Linked DNA regions of Mus musculus: region 1 is linked to region 2. Evidence: chromatin contacts called from public Hi-C data. All regions are on one chromosome and are shown on one strand. Each heading gives the region's core, a stretch centred on a gene start, on an enhancer-like site or on the middle of the called end of the contact. The rest is flanking DNA. Distances are from core to core; before and after follow the strand shown.

The links. Hi-C and Micro-C count contacts between places; a contact is called where the count stands out from the background.
Region 1: a contact with region 2 is called in a Hi-C map of cerebellar granule neurons, with 2.1 times the contacts expected there. The contact joins two enhancer-like sites. A contact is called at or near these places in 2 of 484 Hi-C or Micro-C datasets (cerebellar granule neurons and nephron progenitors), 5 of 115 datasets of contacts at active chromatin or transcription factors (embryonic basal ganglia, embryonic forebrain, embryonic midbrain and 2 more) and 1 of 9 other capture datasets (embryonic stem cells).

What each region holds. Positions count from the first base shown.
Region 1 is chr7:37,622,891-37,625,712 of GRCm38.p6, forward strand. All of the region lies in intron 3 of Zfp536 (zinc finger protein 536), which reads right to left. Among named protein-coding and RNA genes, the nearest start is that of 4930505M18Rik, 45 kb to the right of the region's middle. Within about 2 kb of position 1,406, at least 71 of the 459 cell types and tissues checked have an H3K27ac peak or open chromatin away from gene starts, as enhancers often do. A contact at or near this core is called in cerebellar granule neurons, where this site is marked.
Region 2 is chr7:37,395,027-37,397,758 of GRCm38.p6, forward strand. It overlaps a transcript of Zfp536 not described here. Among named protein-coding and RNA genes, the nearest start is that of Gm51477, 43 kb to the right of the region's middle. Within about 2 kb of position 1,340, at least 15 of the 459 cell types and tissues checked have an H3K27ac peak or open chromatin away from gene starts, as enhancers often do. A contact at or near this core is called in cerebellar granule neurons, where this site is marked.

The DNA.
Region 1 (2,822 bases), core at 156-2,655, 230 kb after region 2:
ATTTCTGTCAGACATAGTCAAAAGTGGCCCGAAAATATTGAATGGGAAATTCCAGGAGCAGACAATTTGTAAGTTTTAAATCACCTCTTATTCGCTTCATGCTGCTGTGTCCTGTCCAGGCTAGCAGATTCACCCCCTGACAAGCTATCCAGCCATCTTCAGGCTCTGGTTGGGCCTAATTTTGGAATTAAACATCATAGTAAAGGCACTTAAATAGAAAGTTGCTTTTATTCAGCTTAGGGGTGTATCCACTGGGTAGGGGCTCTCCACAAATACTCCATAGGTCAGGAGGACTGTTGCTGTAAGTCTGCCTACCTCTTGACCCTGACCAATTTTGTTTTCTTAGCACTGGTCCTGCTCAACCACTGTCAAGAACAAAAAGCACTCTCAAAGGCCAACCTGAACACCATGAAGGTGCTAATGAGTATCTGAGGCAGAACCTGATGTTCTGGCCCTTCAGAGACTCTACCTCTACTGGCCAGTGATGGGTGAAGGGCACACGGTACTCAGATGGGAGATCCCCACTGCTTCTGAAATCGGGCCTTTTTGAAGTGTAGAATCAAACAGAAGCCACAAAGATGAGCCCTCAGACCTGAAGAGACACAGCAGAGATCTGCATGGTGGCCAAGAACCACTGCCATAGTAGACAAATAGGTAGGTTTGGGGGTGAGGGATATCAAGAGTGTTCAAGTTGTGAGTCACAGGCACATGGCACTTGGTTCTCACTTAGCAAACAATTGGCCTTCAATTGAGCACCATAGAGCATGGGGAAGGAAAAGGGTATGATGCCCACCTGGCATGTGCATGGACCCATACACATACTTCCATTCATGTGTCACTCACGACATACATACAGGTCTAGACCTCCCAGGCTACCTACAAGAACAAACCTCATAAAACATATATATAGGGGCGTCCTGTGCACACCATTAACCTCAACTGCACACACACACACACACACATACACACACACACACACACACCTACAACTCTCTAGGCCACCAAGTGCACAGGATGCCAGCACTCAGGAGCACACACCAGCAGGCACAGTGACAGATGCTCATTCTATTCTCCCTGGCATCCACACCGGTGTGCAAATTCAAGTCCACACACTGTCACACTACAAGCATGTGCACTCTGTCACAACGGCTGGCTTTGCTCTTGAACATCCCAGGCTATCTAAAGAGCAAGTTCCAGAAGAAGGTGACAGGAGGGCACCAAGGCCAAGCAGTGTGGAACAGGGAGGGACCCGCGGTGCAGCGGTGCTGTGCGCAGGTAGCTGGGAGCCCCGCGGTGATTACTATGCACCAGCAGCTGTCTCGGCGCGGTGACGGCGCCTCTAATTGATCTCATTATCTCCCCCTCCGTAAGGTGAAGTGCGGCCGCTCGGCGGGGCCCGGGCGCGGGCTGGGGCCGGCTGGCAGGCGGCGGGGCGGGCGGCGGATGAGGGCAGCGTGAGATCGCGAGGCCGCCTTGCCACCGAGCGCCACCGGGAGCCACCGGGCGTCGTGCCAGTGAACGTACGCGTGAGTGAGTGTGTGTGTGTGTGTGTGCGTCTGTGTGTGTGTGCGCGCGCGCGTGCGTCTGTATGTCTGTTCGTGTCTGTGTGTGTGTGTGTGTGTGTGTGTGTGTGTGTGTGTGTGTGTCCGCGCGTGCGCGCGTGTTTGTGTGAGTGAGTGTGACCCGTGAGCTGGCCTTCACACACATCCCGGACCCAAGCGGCGTTTTTCTGGTCACTCCCAGAGTCTTTGGTAATTGCATGAATGCTGTTATGTCTGGTTTCCCCATCATCACCTTGCTCTCTCTCTCTCTGCAAGGGCCGCGCCTACAAGTTTCCCCTCACCCCCTCTCACCGCCGCCCACCCCCCACCCCCACCTCAACCCACGACACCCCGCTCCTGTTAGAACCAACAATGATCCTCAATTAACCCTGTGCCCAGGGCCGCCTGCGTGTGAATGCTACGCTCTTCAGGCTTATGGCCGCAGAACCCCGCTGGGCCCGGGGCCAGTCTTCCTCCCCCGCAGGACCTGCAGGGGGCTCAGGGTAGCGGGGCTGCTACCCTTGCCTGGCTCCACAACCCACCTCTCCCTGCTGCGGAGAGAGGCCAGAAACAGCCTGAGGAGTTGTAGGAGGGGGGCCAAAAGGAAAGGAAAAAAAAAAAAAAAAAAAAGGAAACACTCAGTTTGTTGTGTTTTCTTGGGGTTTGTTTTCTTGCCAAAAAAATTACCCCCTTTGTCTTTGCGCAAAAGAGGCAGTGCGGGCACCTTCTGCTGGGCGCCGACACGGTGCCAACGCGCCTTGCTTAAGGGCGGCTTCTGTTCCTTTTCTAGCCTCCCCAGATATATTTTTAACATACAAAACACTATATTTAATTGGTTATAGATCTCCGTTCTCTTAGCACTACTGGATATCACAGAAAAACACATTAGTACAGAACAATTAGTACAGTGGCAGTAAACAACTAAGGCACTATTAAGCTGTGGGTGATTAAATAGCATTACTTTTTATTTTTTTATGGTGCTAGACTCAAAGATGGAGGAAATATAAAATATATCTATTTTCATTACTATTCGTAAAAATATATAAAATGTAAATATAACAGGTGTTTTACATTTCTTAAGGTATTATTTATGCCGAGCATTTCAATCAGTAGGCAGATGCTTCCCCCCTTTTTTAATAATAATAAAAAAATTATTTCTTTATATACTTCCAGGCTTGTATTTTATATCCTCATGTACCCGGATATTTAAGCAGAAATATTACTTAATTGGAGTTGCATACTTGGGCGAGAAATTACTCCCATACCTATGCCATAATTAAA
Region 2 (2,732 bases), core at 90-2,589:
AGGCGGCTTTGACTGGTGGCAGAGCCTCCAGCCCCAGGCTCTTCCACAGAGGCAAGGATTAGCCCTGTGCCCTGGCCAGCGGCCAGCTCAGATCCTTTCATTTGGCCTACTTAGCTGTCCCCTAGGGGTGCAGGGAAGGGGATGGTTCATCACTGTTTGGGGCACCCTCATGCAGAGAGAGTCCACCCGGGAGGGGCTGTAACTCTGTCAACTGGTGTGACATGACAAGCCCTGTCCCTGAGCTCTGGCCACAGGAAACCGAAGCAGGCAGGGTAATACTGGTCCTGGAGTGCCATGTGATCGGTACTCAGAACACCAGGAGCAAAGGCCACCGCATGCTTAGAATACCCAGGCACGTCGGTGCTGAGCCTGTCTCCTAACACCATGCATGGGTCAGGGCTGAACAGAGAGGCCATGCTCTCCACAGGAGACAGGACACATGCCTACTTCGGGTCACTGCCAGAGGCAGGGCAATGTCAGAGAGAGCAAAGAGGAAGAACATTATCTCTACCTGCGACCACTCAATCCCACTGAATCCCTATGTCTACAGTATACAGAGGGATTAAGAGAACATATGGAAGAGGCACTGCAGTCCCAAGAGATAGGGCATCGGGACCAAGGGCAACCGGTACAATAAAGGCACAACTGGGACCTCATCCTCCTGCCTCACACCTAGGGTTGAGAAATAACAGCCTCCCCTTCAAAATACAGACCAGTCAGAGGAGCCCAGTGGGAGTTGTATCCGGAGGCAACTAATGGGAAACCCCTTGTGGCTGAGCCTCACCAGGATGGGACCCCCAAGACTTCATCGATATCTTCTGATTGCTGTGTGTCCATCTCTTTCCATGGGTTTGGCTGAGCCTTAAAATGCACACTTCTCCAATCTAATAAACATGATGGGTGTCGGAGACGGGGTGCTGAAGGTGAGTGCCTCCCTGTATCAGAGTGTGGCTGTTGCTGGCTGGACGCCCCAGTCTGGCTCGGTCACCCCTGCAACACATCCTCTCAGCACTCACTTCCCTTCTGCACAAGTAATTAAGAAACACCTGTGTTTCTCCATCAGGCTGCACATTTGGGGGAGAGCGTCTCTCACGTCACTTGGAGGGGGGACTCAAGTCCCCTCTCGAGCTCAGCTGTGGTGTGGCCCAGGGTCCCCTTCCTGCATCTCCATTAGGGGACAGAAGCAAGCCTGGAAAAAACAAAATCATAGCTCCACGGAATCTGCTTCAAAATGGCCGAAGCGCCCCCCCCCCCAGAACTTTGCAGCGTCGGGCTCCTGGAGGTGCCTTGATGCCAGCTCTTATGCCTATGCCAGCTTTTGCACAAGCGAACAGCTTGTATCCCCATGAAAATCAATGGATGGAACAAATTGTATTAAATTATGTAAAATGATACTAAAGAGCACATTCTACCAGTGAATAGAAGGAAAAAAAATACCCCCCCCCCAAATCTTGTTTTAATAAATCTGGCAAAATTATAGAAGACAATTAGGAAGGGGGAAATGCTAAATTTTTATGGCATTTAAAGTCACATCTCCTGGCCATAAGCGGAGGCTGGGGATTTATCCCCTCATAGGTCAGACAGGCATAATTCTTTCGTCTGTCTGACACCTTTGAGTTATTTATCACCCTGCTCCAGCCAGCGACATCTCCTGCCCCTCTCCCTTCCATGGAGACAGACTGGACCAAGCGGCAAAAAAGAGCAGGCAGTGTTTTGTGGATTCTTTTTTTTTTTTAAATCAAATTTTCTTCCTTTCATATAATATGTTTTCCTTGGTTAATAGCTATAATTAGCATTGAACTTGTGATGTAACCTCTTGCCAATATGAAGGAAAAAAAATTGGAAATGTCTTAGCCACTGCCATTCTTTTGATTCCTTCATGTAGCTGCCATTGAGAGAGAGAGAGAGAGAGAGAGAGAGGGAGGGAGAGGAAGAGGGAGAGAGAGAGGGAGACAGAGAGAGAGAGAGAGAGAGAGAGAAAGAGAGAGAGAGAGAGAGAGAGAGAGAGAGAGAGAGAGAGAGAGAGAGAGAGAGAGAGAGAGATCCTAAGGCAGAATGTTGAACAAGCCAGGAGGCCTTTTTCTGTCTCTAGCTTTAACTTCAAGCCCCACAAATGCTGTGGTATTCCCTGCCCATGTCAGTCCCAGCACCGGAGGTCCAGTCACTCCGTGGTGTTATTTCTGCCTAGGGGCTATCTGAGCTGACTTGGGGTACAGATGGTGTACAGAATGCTTCCTGAATGAGTCACACTGGGGAGAACACACCCTTCAGCTGTATGACCTCGACTGGACTGGGTACACAGGTTCTAATCCCACCCAATGCTTATGAAGATCAAGATAGTTAAACCATACCAAGTTTCTACATGATTCCTGTCACAGAGAGAAGCATTTCCTGAATGGTGGCCTCTGGCGTTTTGCCATGGTCTGTAGGAGAACTTAACCGTCTTCTCCTGATTTTCACATAATGGGGCCGATGCTTACCTCAGACCTTTCTGGAGAGAAGGTATCGCAAGCAGGGGGTTGCAGATCAAATGCTTCCTGCTCACGTATCAGGCAAGTGAATAACGGCTCCATGGTGGGACTCCATGGTGGGTGGATGAGGCCAGAGAGGAGCCCTGAGTTTATGCCCACCGTGGTGTGATTTACAAAGCTCACCTCGACTCAGACATCTGTGCTTCTCTGGAACCCGAGCTGGGACCTCAGTCAGAGGCCTCAGACCATAGTGCTATCCAT